Regions from separate parts of the Zea mays genome. Here regions 1 and 2 are each linked to region 3. Evidence: chromatin contacts called from public Hi-C data. All regions are on one chromosome and are shown on one strand. The core of a region is the stretch at or near the end of the contact, and the rest is flanking DNA. Distances in the headings are between cores, read along the strand shown.

The links. A called contact is a pair of places that touch in the nucleus more often than the background predicts.
Region 1: a contact with region 3 is called in a Hi-C map of tassel, with 3 times the contacts expected there. The contact joins the promoter of LOC100278812 here to the promoter of LOC103626411 in region 3. A contact is called at or near these places in 3 of 25 Hi-C or Micro-C datasets (ear, endosperm and tassel).
Region 2: a Hi-C map of tassel shows a contact between it and region 3, with 2.4 times the contacts expected there. The contact joins the promoter of LOC100191226 here to the promoter of LOC103626411 in region 3. A contact is called at or near these places in 2 of 25 Hi-C or Micro-C datasets (ear and tassel).

Annotation. Positions count from the first base shown.
Region 1 is chr5:59,953,331-59,957,674 of Zm-B73-REFERENCE-NAM-5.0, reverse strand. It overlaps LOC100278812, which reads left to right and starts at 1,513. Exons shown (of 3, transcript NM_001151966.2): 1 at 1,513-1,667; 2 at 1,739-1,889; 3 at 3,960-4,305. The coding sequence starts at 1,568. The coding sequence ends at 3,987. LOC118472015 (a long non-coding RNA gene) reads right to left here and starts at 1,256. Exons shown (of 3, transcript XR_004849429.1): 1 at 1-1,256.
Region 2 is chr5:59,862,500-59,866,572 of Zm-B73-REFERENCE-NAM-5.0, reverse strand. It overlaps LOC100191226 (putative protein kinase superfamily protein), which reads left to right and starts at 1,720. Exons shown (of 1, transcript NM_001152528.1): 1 at 1,720-3,796. The coding sequence starts at 2,595. The coding sequence ends at 3,194.
Region 3 is chr5:59,059,945-59,064,137 of Zm-B73-REFERENCE-NAM-5.0, reverse strand. It overlaps LOC103626411 (putative disease resistance protein RGA3), which reads right to left and starts at 2,906. Exons shown (of 8, transcript XM_008646817.4): 1 at 2,450-2,906; 2 at 1,560-1,702; 3 at 919-1,381; 4 at 1-63. The coding sequence starts at 1,224. It overlaps LOC103626410 (anaphase-promoting complex subunit 2), which reads right to left. Exons shown (of 16, transcript XM_008646815.3): 16 at 4,159-4,193.

The DNA of each region.
Region 1 (4,344 bases), core at 264-2,763, 890 kb before region 3:
CAGCTGAATCGATACAAAATTGTTATCTGAAAACATATATACTTCCACAGCAAAAAGAACAATCCTTCCATTCTGATGAACAAGTGAGTAATGAGTATATTTTTTTCTACATGAGTATAAAAAAGTGTAGCACTACCTGTTTCAGTTCAGTCAATATTTTGCAAACTGCGAGGTACATAGAATTTTATCAAAAGGATAGACAATCTAAACAATATATATTTGATAGAGTATTCAGACACATTGCAATGTCAAGAGCAAATCTTATACCTCACTAAAACTTCAGGTGCCCTTTCATCTCTACGTAACTGGACAATGACCCTAATTAGTAATAAGGAAAAACAGATATAGCCATCAATAACAAAGTCATCATAGTTGTTTTGTTACATGAGTGCCATTTGAAAGAGAATGGCTTGAGAAACCAACTGCAACTGAATACATGTGTTTTTCTTGTTCAGTCAGTTACTACCGCATGCTCACAATCTGTAACACAAGCCAGATCCAGGAATCGGTAGCCATATTCCAGACCCAAATCTAAGTGCATTCCAGCTACTCCCTAGCGAACAAGGACGATACCATCTCACCTATAGAGGAGAGCGGCATGGCGCGTGCTGCATAGGAGGCGGGCGTCTTGGGGGCCCGACAGTGACAACGATAGCCATGCGCAAAGAAGGGGCTAGGGTTTGGAGGCGGTGCCACTCGACGGTGGGGCTCTCTCTCTCTCTCTCTCGATGGCAGTAATTGAGATAGATGGGGTCGATTTGATTTGACCTAGGGACAGAGATGGAGGGCAGGACCCAGATTCAACGCGAAGGGAAGAGGAGTGCACATACCGGGTTGGTGCTCATCGCTGGTGAAGGAACTGGCGAAGGTAGATCTGGGCACATGTCGTAGAGAGGAGGCGGCGGGGCTCGCCGAGTTGTGCCACGAGAATGAGCGTGCGTGCAAACGGAGAACCAGAGAAGAGAAGGCAAGGCAACAAACAGAGCTTGGTTCTCCACTTCCCCACCAACGTCTTCCTCGTTGTCCAGCCTTGTCTCCGATAGGCACGCTGTCACACGACTTCCTCACAATGTAGCAGGCGCCTTGACCCCCTCGCATGCGAGCTTGGCCTCCTCCGCCAGGTTGACGATGGTGGTGATGCCCGCACCGCCGAGGAGGTTGATGGCGGCGGCGAGCGTTCGTGCGCGCGTGACGGGTGAGGAAGGTATCAGGGAGAGAGGAAAGGCGAGATAGAGATTGGCTGGAAACTTTGTGTCTGTAGTTTAGCGAAACCTTGCATCCGCAGTAGGTAAATTTTCGCGTCCGCAAGCAAGGGCACGCGTCGAGAGGAGCGGCGCCAAGAACCCACGAAACGCGGGGAGAGCTCAAAAGGGGGTCAGGTTTTAATAGAAGAGATGCAAGATGTACTAGCTACCGTTGGATCACGATCTAGCCTACACTACAGCCTACAATGGTCGTTGCCTTCCATCCGACCTTACCGGCCTACCCTTCCTCTTCCAATTTGCTACTGATCTCCCCTGTTATCGTCGGATTTCTCGTGACGGTGAGTCCGTGACACGCCGGCGCCATGGCGAGCAGGTGCCTAGCGGCTGCATCGGAGGCCGCCGTCGTCTTCCTCATCCGGCCCATCCTCGCCATCGTTTTCGTCTTCACCCTCATCCTCCTCGGTACGCCACCCGCTTCCTTCTCCATCGGTTGCCTAGTTTCGCAGGTTCCCTGATCCGCTTCGTCTCCTTAGGCTGGTACGTGGCGTGGACGACGGTGCTGGTGCACGTGCCGCTGGTGCAGGAGATCGCCGGCCTGCGCCCGAAGAAGCCCTCTAAACCCAAGCCAGCCAACCGCGGCCGCGTCGCCAAGTTCTACCGGAACCAGGCCGAGGCCGCACAAAGGTGAAATCTTTACTCCGCACGACCACACAACCCTCTTCCCTCCTTTCGTTGCTCTCCTGGATGTTTAAGTGCTGATTTATGTGGAAACAAAAGCTGCTCAGCTTTTGTTCAATCCGATCCAGATTGAATGCTAAGCGTCGTATTCCTGAACCAAACCTGGAATGGAGCTTTTGTTCCATTCGATGCAGTACCGTTGTAATCTTGTAGATTAGGATTCTGTCTGCAACTTCGCATACTGCATGCCCACCCACTATCTAACCTGGTTAGGCGTATGTTGATGCTGCAGCTCTTCATGTCGTCATGGTTGCAATTATGGTTAATTGAAACGGGGAAAGTTGTTTAAGCTGTCTATTTCAGTATTTCAAACTTGATTCAACATCATTTGCAGTTTGGTACAATGCCTAAAGGACCTGGAGGCATCATTAACTGCATTTTTATGTTCTTCATGTTTACCCTCTGGGTCTGGGATGCCTATCTCAAATTCCTATCATTTCTTGTCATGCCTACTGTTGGTGCTAAAGTAAAACTGTTTGATGCAATTCAAAGAAAAGCCTAGACATTTTCAAACTTCAGTGTTCAATCCATACAAATTGATATATTGGTACTTGATTGGAAACCACTCCATTTTTTTACTGGAACTATAACTATGTCCATGTTTGTTCCTTAAAAAATGAGTTTTTTTTTGTACATCTTGTATTGTGAATACCTGCAGTTATATTGTCTCAGAAACTGTATTTTGCTATTGAATTACTTAGGCATAGCTGGGAACTGGATACTTGGATAGGGATGGAAGAAAAATAAAGCCAATATCATTAGCAGGATCAATCTGGTTTATCTAGTAAAAACGGGCTGTGATCGAAATAGTTTATGTATCCTTTCTTATTTAAACCACTATCATGGGTATGTATTCCGGAAAAATGGCTATCTGAAAAGTCTTATATTTTGATTTACCTTGCTGTCTCTTTGCACCCTGAAGTTTTCTTATTTTATCTTGACCTGCAATGCCAGCACTAATATTACAAGAAAGTAAGTACCACTCTTTGGTTCATCATACATTTTCAATCTGGTTCGAAGCAGCCTCTGCGTATTTATAGGGGAAGGCTTTCTCAGTTTATACCTTTTCTGTACCTTACTCATGTGGGAGTATCCAGCACCGGGTGTACCCCTTAATGTCCTTCGTTCCTTTCTGTGGTCGGCAATATACTTGGATAGGGATGGTACCGTATCAATTGCTTGTAGTTGTAGGTTATGATAGCTGTTTAAGTTTGCTGCGGCTCCATTTGCTACCTGCTACATCATATAACAGTTGTTATGGTCCTAGATCGGTGAGAGACTTGAGAGGGGTATCGATGGCAGGAACACCGGCCGGGGGCCTCTGCCCACGGTCGAGCAAGAGAAGGGTTTCTCTCTTCTAATTCTTGTCTGTTTTATTTCTCATCCATTAATTACATAAATAGGCCGGCTGACCGCCCCTATCTAGCTAGAGATTCTTATCTTCTTAAAACTCTTCTAAAAACTCTCAACAAACTACTGATAACCTTTCTAGATAATCTTAACTAATCTCCTAAATAATCTTAACTAATCTTCTAATCTTATCTCTAACTATCCTTATCTAATCCCCTTTGGAGGGCCCATGGCTACTGCTGCCGCAGCCCCTCCGTGGGCTCCTTAGGCCCTGACACTAGGCCCTGACAACAGTGGTCAGTGGTTTGATGCTTTCTAGAAGACTAGAACCTTTTGATTACTCACAGAGCTGAGCTTGTTGTTTAATCCATCCTATAACTTTACGGTATACCATGCTTACTAGCAAATTTTATCATGAGTTCTGTAATGTATTTTGGGTGCTCGAAAACCATTTGCTGTTTAGACTTTTAGAGTGTCCGCTTCCGTTTTCAGATATTACGCCAATGTTTCAATCATAGTGTGCTTACTGCAAAAGTTGCAGTGTGCCACTGTGTGTGCAACTACAATTTGTTTTAGCTTCAGGCAGATAGTGACCGTACTCTTTCACTTGTACACATGTCCACAAGTGACAAAGTCACTAACCTGATTTTTGTTATCTGTTAACAGGAACTGCAAATCAGAAGGGGCACCTTAAGAGAAAATCTGCTGCACACTAGTATGCAAATTCCCTGGTAGTTCTAATTAGAATGCAATACTACTAATGATGACGGTTTTCTAGGAGAGAATGTATATCTGCATTTGATGGGAGCTTCCTGCATGACGACTTCTCTAGGAGAGAATGTGTATCAGCATTTGACGGGAGCTTCCTGCATGACGACACATCAGGCTTATGATACTAGCGTATCAACTTTTAGTTGCATGACCTTGTAAAATGAGGACCTTTTAATTGTAGATTGTACATATACTTGTACATGACTTTTAGTTGCAACGACAACGATCATCTATTCAATCAGCCAATAATTCCGTAACTGATTCCCTCTGGGAAGAACGA
Region 2 (4,073 bases), core at 471-2,970, 800 kb before region 3:
CTCTCCATCTTCCTGCTTCAGCACTTGTGATGAAAGAACAAGCTGTTTCTGTGACAATGACAGATAATAATTGTCATGCCATCCACTTATTTGCATGAGAAAATCTCTTCAATGTCATCCAAACTTATATGAATATCTTCAATGCCATCAGAATTTATAGATTCCCTTCAATATCATCAAATTTAAATTTTAATCCCTTTAATGACATTACCGTTAGTTTGGAGCTAACGCCGTTAGTTCAATTTAAAGTCAATCTCTCCAGTGCCACTAAAATCTATACTGGTCCATTCAATACCACTAGAAATTGGTTCGATCTATTTGTGGTTTAAAAAATCCAGAATTAAGAAATATGGATCAAATTTTTAAAATTCCACGATTTTTAAAAACTTCAGTCCATACATATGCTTCGGCAACAGAAAGTAGAATGTTCAGATCATGGACAGACCAAGCTAACTTGAGAGTAGAAAATCATTTCATCCATTTGCATATACTTCAGCAGCAGAAAGTGAGGCAACACAAACTGATGTCTGTACTAAGTTTGGATTGATCCTTTCTTTGTCACGGTCTCTGAATCTCCGATCGAGCTGTTTTTGTGGCGGCGCTAGAGCAACAAGATTAGAAAATGCCGGCCATTGGGCGACTGGGGTGGGGGAACGACAAGCACAATGGATGGCGGCAAATGTAAAATAATAGAAAAGGCCCGGCGGTAGTTGCAACGAAATGAAGGTTTAAGGCTAAACATGGTTGGGAACGGGCCTTTAATTTGGACCCTAAACAAGTTGACTGCGTAGCTAATTTGAAATATAGGGGCGTAATTATAAGGCTAATGGTTGGAGTTGCTCTTACGCCCCGTTTGGATCACTGGAATTGAATTCCATTCTAATAATAGTAATTTAGGCATATATTAATTAAGCTAATTTGGTTTTATGCAAAATATATTTGTATACTATTATTAGCAAGATGTCGGAGATATTTATGTGCTACATTTTTACTATAGGTGAGTGAAACGAAGAATGTCATGTAAGTTATAGATTAGAAACCAATTCTAGTAATGCATAAAATCATTTCCCACCCTCCACCCCATGAATTTGAGATAGGCTTATATCTGAACTCTAGAAAGTGGTGGAATGTCAAATTCCAAACTAAATAAGTTACTTTATTGAGTGAATTCCAATTTCTCTAAAATGAAGGGATCCAAACGCCCCGTTAGAGAAATTTATTCAAGTGAAATTCATGGCTGGTAATGTGGTTTCTTGTGTCGACGGCACCAGGGGATAATAGTCCGGATAGACCTTCGACTACCTTGGAATTTGTACTAAAAACAATCTACTTCTCAGGTTGAAGTCCAAATAATCAGATCTATACAATTTATAACTTAATCTGATGAATCAAAATATCAAATGCATTGTGAGATATTTTGATTATTTTTTTGTTTAGGTGCCGAATTATGGAAATTCTGGAATTATATATTGTACATCCATTCTCGAATATTTATCGTCCGCTAGTTTATTTTTAAACTAAATAACGATAAATAAAAAAACGAAGAGAATATTACATGTCTAATTTTTTTTAATCCTCAGCTATCCAAATCCTGGGTCCGCGCTACTGAACGACACTACGATGCGTGCACGATGGTGGTTGGTACCTGGCCCAAGATTTCGTTTGGCTCTCATGTCTGTTTAGCTGTTGCATGCCAAATTAAGGCAAAGCAGGCAAAGGCGCGAGGCGGCGGGCTGGCCACCCAAAAGCTCGGGGCGCCCATGCTCCGACCATTGCTCCCGCCGCTAGCTCGTCTCCGGCCCCTGCCTATTCATTCGTCTCTCCCAGCAGCTCACCGTCGTGCCTCCTCCATCGGCATCCACCCGGCCGAGAGCACAACGTGTACCGTCTCTCCCCAGCGTGCGCGCGCGCGTGGTCGGAGGCTGCCGTCGCTCGCGTCGGCCGCCCCCGCCGGCCAGCGAGAGCGAGGGACAACGACCGACCGACCGACCAGCTCGAGGTGAATGAACAGCCGCATACCGTTCCTCCAGAAAATGCACCGCTGGATCATCCCTAGCTGCGGCGACACCCGCCAGCCGCGCCCTTCCTCCCGCCATCGAGGTATGCACCATGACCTCAAGGAGCTGGCGTCTGTAAAATGCTCGACGTATGTGATCTGTGCGTTCCCGATCGCGCGCGGCGCACGCGTGCAGATGCGTTCCCGAGGCCGGCGTCGGCGTCGGCGTCGGCGTCGGCGGCCCCGTCCCCTCAGAAGCTGAGGAAGGTGGGGTCGGAGGGGACGCTGGTGCTGTCCGTGCCCAAGGACGTAGAGGAGATCCGGACCATGTCGGCGTACGGCCGCCTCAAGCTCTTCACCTACCACGAGCTCAGGAAGGCCACCGGCAACTTCAACCCGGGGCAGATCGTCGGCGAGGGCGGCTTCGGCGTCGTGTACAGAGGGGTCATCGACGGCTCCGTGCGGAAGGGCTACCCGTCCACCGCGGTCGCCGTCAAGGTGCTCAACCCGCAGGGACTCCAGGGTGACAGGGAGTGGCTGGTATGGTCAGGGCTCTGGCACCGATCCATCCATCTCTGCGCGCGTGCAAGCGTCATGCATGTGTTCCGGCCATCCATCTCCAATCTCACCCCCGACCCGACGACGTGACGTCCATGGACGTGCTTGTGCGTGCGTGCAGACGGAGGTGAGCTACCTCGGACAGTACAGCCACCCGAACCTGGTGGAGCTCATCGGCTACTGCTGCGAGGACGACCACCGGCTGCTGGTGTACGAGTTCATGGCCAAGGGCAGCCTGGAGCACCACCTGTTCCGCCGCTCCTGCAGACTCTCGTGGACGACGCGGGTGGCCATCGCGCTCGACGTCGCCAGGGGCCTCGCCTTCCTCCACGGGCCCGACCGCCCCATCATCTACCGGGACTTCAAGAGCTCCAACATCTTGCTCGACGCGGTTTGTTCGTTTTTATTGCATGCGTTGGCGTACGATCGATCGTCAGTTCACATTCACCCCGGCCTGCCGGTGCCGGTGACCACCAATTATAAAGCACCAGACTCACCACCGTGCCTCTCTCGATCTGCCAGAAATTCAACGCCAAGCTGTCGGACTTCGGGCTCGCCAAGGAAGGGCCGATGGGCGGTGAGACGCACGTGTCCACCAGGGTCATGGGCACCTACGGCTACGCCGCGCCGGAGTACATAGCCACCGGTAGGTATCTCCGATCCTCCACCACCTCCTTCTTCTTCCCAGACGTAGATGAGATCACTGCCTGCCGGCGTCCGGCGCTCGCTGCTGCAACGATAGTATGCAATGCAGGGCACCTGACGGTGATGAGCGACGTGTACGGCTTCGGCGTGGTGCTGCTGGAGATGCTGGTGGGACGGCGCGCGCTGGAGCCGAGCCGGGCGGGAGGCCGCGACGGCAGCCTGGTGGACTGGGCGCGGCCCATCCTTATCCGGCCCAAAAAGTTGGAGCGGATCCTGGACCGGCGGATGGGCGAGGTCTGCTCGGAGATGGGCCTGCAGCGCGTGGCCCGCCTCGCGTACGACTGCCTCAGCCAGAACCCCAAGGTCCGGCCCTCCATGGCCAGGGTCGTCACCACGCTCGAGGCAGTCCTCGCCGCCGGTGCCGGTGCCGCCGACGCCGCGCCGCGGTGAGACCGGAGGTTGATGTAGGTAGTAGGGTCGGCATACGGATTAATTAGGTGCGTACGGGTATATGCTTGGGCGGAGGAGGCATGTTTAATTTGGTGTAATCATTTGATCGAATCGATTATTCATGGAGTTTAAATATATTAAAGTTGTAAAAGAATAGAAAAACAATTCTGCAGCTTTTCTCGGACGCTTTTGTACAGCGCCACCGGCGACCAAGTAGTATAGTAGAGAATGATTTTTTTAGACGATGAAAAGAAGTTACGTTTTAAACCTACTAGGTAGCATGCGTTGCGATGGCTCTGTTGACACCTTTTTAGGGCGTCAATCACTCAACACGAATTAGCGGTGGTGCTCTCTGCACAGAAGCGGATGGTCCGCAGCCTGGCGCGAGGCTAGGTTTTCCTGCCTGACGGCCGGACGGTCCGCG
Region 3 (4,193 bases), core at 1,657-4,156:
AATCTTCTCCAACCTCTGCCTCATCTTCTTCATCTTGTGAGCAATGGTAATGTGTGCGCTAAGCTGTGTCACATGTATTAGACTTTAATTTCTGAGGTAAGGTTACATAATTCACACAAAAAAATCCCAAACTAAATCCTTCTCCACGCTGAAAAAAATAACAGAATTTTTGTAAGCATTGTCGTTTAACATCATGCTTTGTGTGGTAAATTAGTTTTGTTCCTTGTAGTTGACAAGGATCAGGGGCCCTGGTATTCATTTATAGAAAGAGGTTTCTATACTGCCAGCAAAGAGTGGATAACCAAATTTCCAAAAGATACTCTGCTGTTATTAACAGTCCTTTCTCAGGCTTCAAAAGTCTCGAAGCCTAATGCTCACTGAAGGAGAACACATATATGATGTAACGCTGTAAAAATCAAATGATTTCAAAACCGTAAATGCTAGAAAGCACACTCCCTACTTCCTTGCCTGCATATAAACTTTACAAAACTAGTTGATTATCCTGTTGCAACTTTAAGTTAGATTGATGCACAAATTATATCAGAACTTAGACAGCTACTACTAATTGTGTGTTTATCATTACACTTGCATTCAACATCAAAATAAACATAGCCTTTTAGTCCCAAACAAGTTGGGGTAGGCTAGAGTTGAAACCCAACAAGAAGTCACCAAAAAGAGAAAGAGAGAGAAAGGGGAGGGGAAGGGAAAAAGCTTTTGAGAGAACTAAAAGGGATAACTCAGTAGCTATTAATTTATATACACCACAGAACCTTGAAAACAAGTACTTAGGAGTACCCGCCACCGACACATTGAACAGAAAGATACCAGTATACCTTTTTAGCCCATTCGTTCTTATGTATAACAAAAATGTACTTCAATACAGAAAAAATTAAATCAGAAATAGAAAAAGGTGGTCACCTTCTTAAACGAACCATAGCCAATGTCATTATTTGATTCCATTTCCTCTAAAATGTCATGAATGTCATAAGCAGCAAACTTAAGCCTCTTGAGCCAGAGGCGCACACGTTCCTCTCGTGAAGACCGCTTCTCAGCGTCATTCAATACAGCTTGGAGAGTCAACAGAGTGCTCCTGATCGACTCAAGATCATCCTTGAACTTCCACAGCATGTTGACCTCAGGCCCAATAACCGCACCAAGCTTCCCCATGACCACCTTCAGGACAGCCGATGCAAGCATCTCACCGACAACTGTGCCCATGGTCATGGAGCGGCTTTAGCTGTTGTGAATCGTAATGGAGTGAAGTAATGTAAATATTGATTTTGCGATTCAATGTATGTGTCGAACTCCTGAAGTCTTTTGGCTGAGTGCCAGTGCATTTCATGGAAGGTGGGAGTCAAGTCAAGCTGTCTTGGTCAGCCACCTTTAATAACAATGCAAAAAAAAGTTAGGTAGACTGCTTTCCTTTCCATTATTTCACATCTTTTCCTTTTTTGTTCTTTTGGAGGAAACCTCAACCTCAAAATTCCATTAATCCTAAAGCTTTCTCTAACCATCAAATGAAATATTTTCAAAATAGCAACTGTGAATGAAGGACAGACCTGACGCAATGGTGACAGGCCTTTCCATTAAGCCAAAGGTCCTGAGTTCGATGAAGCCTCTATGTAGAATGTACCACGGAATTAAGTCTTGGCTCGGTTACTACCCCACTCATATGGGAGCCGGCAGCACTGGGCCTGTCGAACTGTGAATGAAAATCGTTTAAACAGTGATTTAGCATGAATATCTGCAATTCCCAACCATCTTATCCACTGCAATGAATTGCAGTGCATACAACCCAAATTACAAATAAAAAAACAAATTTCTGATTAACTGATCACTCATTACACTGGTGCTTAATTTCGTGTGCATAATGCAGTTTCCCAGTTATTAGTTCATGCTGGTTACCTTTAGCGTCTTTTCCCAGAAGACGCGGGGGCAAGAGCCAAAGATTCCGAGTCTCTGAGTCAGGTCAAGCTTTGTTATCCACCCACAGATTGTTCCTTACTTATCACTGAAGCAAAAGGACAAAGGTCCCTAGTAGCTAGCAGGAAAGAGGTGTAAGAAAGTATAGGAGAGAAGAACGACAGAGCATAGTGGAAGACAGATGTGGACTCCTGTGACTCCTGTCTCGTGCCTAGGCATCTAGGAAAGATGACGAGACGGAAATTTCGCTGGACTGTTACAGCTGAGTGGAGTCAAAGCTAATCGCCAACCGCGTGGAAACAGTCGAAAATGCCTCTGCGATGAGCACGTCAGTGAAATCAAGCAGATCGAAGTCTGCGAGCTACAAACAAAAACGCAGCATCCGGCCTGGCGGCCCCGTTGCATGCTTCCCTCCAGGAGAATCACTGGTTTGCTCGGTTTCCCGTCACTTGCATTTTGTTCGATCCCTCTATTGTTACACGGAAGAGATGAACGCGGAGTGGGATAAACCTGAGCAGGAACGGACCTCGTCGACGAATGCGGGGCGGCGCGGCGCCAGCGAAGCTTCTCCTCGACTAGGCAGTCCCATCCCTACCGATGGATGTTTGGACTGGACTTGGGGCGCGCGCGCGCACACACACAGAGTCATCGGTATCCCAACCCTCGACCACGGGAGCGTCCCTCGCTCTTCCCGGCCATGGTGCAGCCGGCGAGAGGATTCGTCGCGGCGCCAGTTTCGTTGGGCCCCGAGTGGCGCGTGCGTGGGCCTGCAGCCCGCAAAATGTACTGGAAAGTGGGCTAAACAACGGTTTCCCATATCTGGATTAAGATTCCAGGATGCGCGTTACAGTAGTTTTCTATAAAGACAACATAGTGTAAAAATAATTAAGGTGTTAATACAGTAACATTGAATCTTGTTCATCAAATTCAGCATCTATGACTTAGTGCAATATCATCTCCTCCTAAACTATTTTCTAAAGAACTAAGTCTTCGTATGATAGGATGTGCGTGGGATTTAACTCAATCGTAGATAGTGAATCTGATGGACAAGACTTGGTGTTAGTATATTAGTGTGCTAATAGTTTTTACACTAAATATGCTGTTTTTTTAATTCAAATCTATTTTTCTAATGATAAGGAAAGGAAGTGTTATTTGGTGTGGACCTTCACTCTCTGTTTTATAAAGATGTTTTATAAAGATACGATTCTCATTTCACATCTTTATAATAAATTAGTTGCATAGCAGATCACAAAGTGTATTATTAGGTTATCTCTAGTAGCTTAACCATCATCATCCATATATTTAAACTTTACTATGTAAACAGTATAATCTACAGTGCAAACCAGTTTTTTATGATCATATGAGTAAACTGTTGTAGACTGTCTTATATTTTATGATGTCAACTAGTTCTCATACAGTTAAAAATAATATCATTAATCACCCTATCATTCTTTATCATGGTCCAAATCACTACCTTAGCATTTTTATTATTATTGAAACTATCCACATCGTCACATAACTATTCACGTATTGGATAGGGGTGTAACAATAGCAATAATAACTTGCGATAGTGAATGCTAAGTGCTACAAGGTTGATTCCAACCATTCCTACTCTCATTTCCCTCTATTCATACTTTCTATTTATTTTTAAATACATCCCCTCTTTTATTACTCTCCCTATTTATCTTATCCAATCATTTCCACTATTTGGCTTCCCTTTATGTTTTAACTAAGCTATTTAACTCATATACAATAAATTTTTGGAGTTAAAAAATGTACGATATTCGTATTTGTGCTATTGCAATACGCATTGTTTTCTGGTTAAGAAGTTTAGAATAGATTAATTTCGTAAATAATCACAGTCATTAACAAATGAGAGATTACATCTCCTACATCCGATGAGATTTTTCTCTCACCTAATATTCCATGGAAAGGGACTTAGGGAGATGACGTCGTTGGACGGCTCATCCCCGTTCGTACACGTGGAAGAGGGGAGAGGGAGTCGTAGCCTGACGTCAGCATCTGCCTCTAGCAAATTGTGTATATAGATCTTGTTTGGGACAATTTTAGCTCAAAAAAATTGATAGAGTTGGTATAACAAATCAGATGCTTCAGAAAATCGTGAATCTAGAGTTATAAGACTTTAAAAAACATTTAGTTAAATTATTTTATTTATTATTTAGATTATAAATACTTTAAAACTATTTAAATAAACTGACATAAACTACAGCTCCATACTGGATCTAGAACCTAGAGCCATCTCAAATACC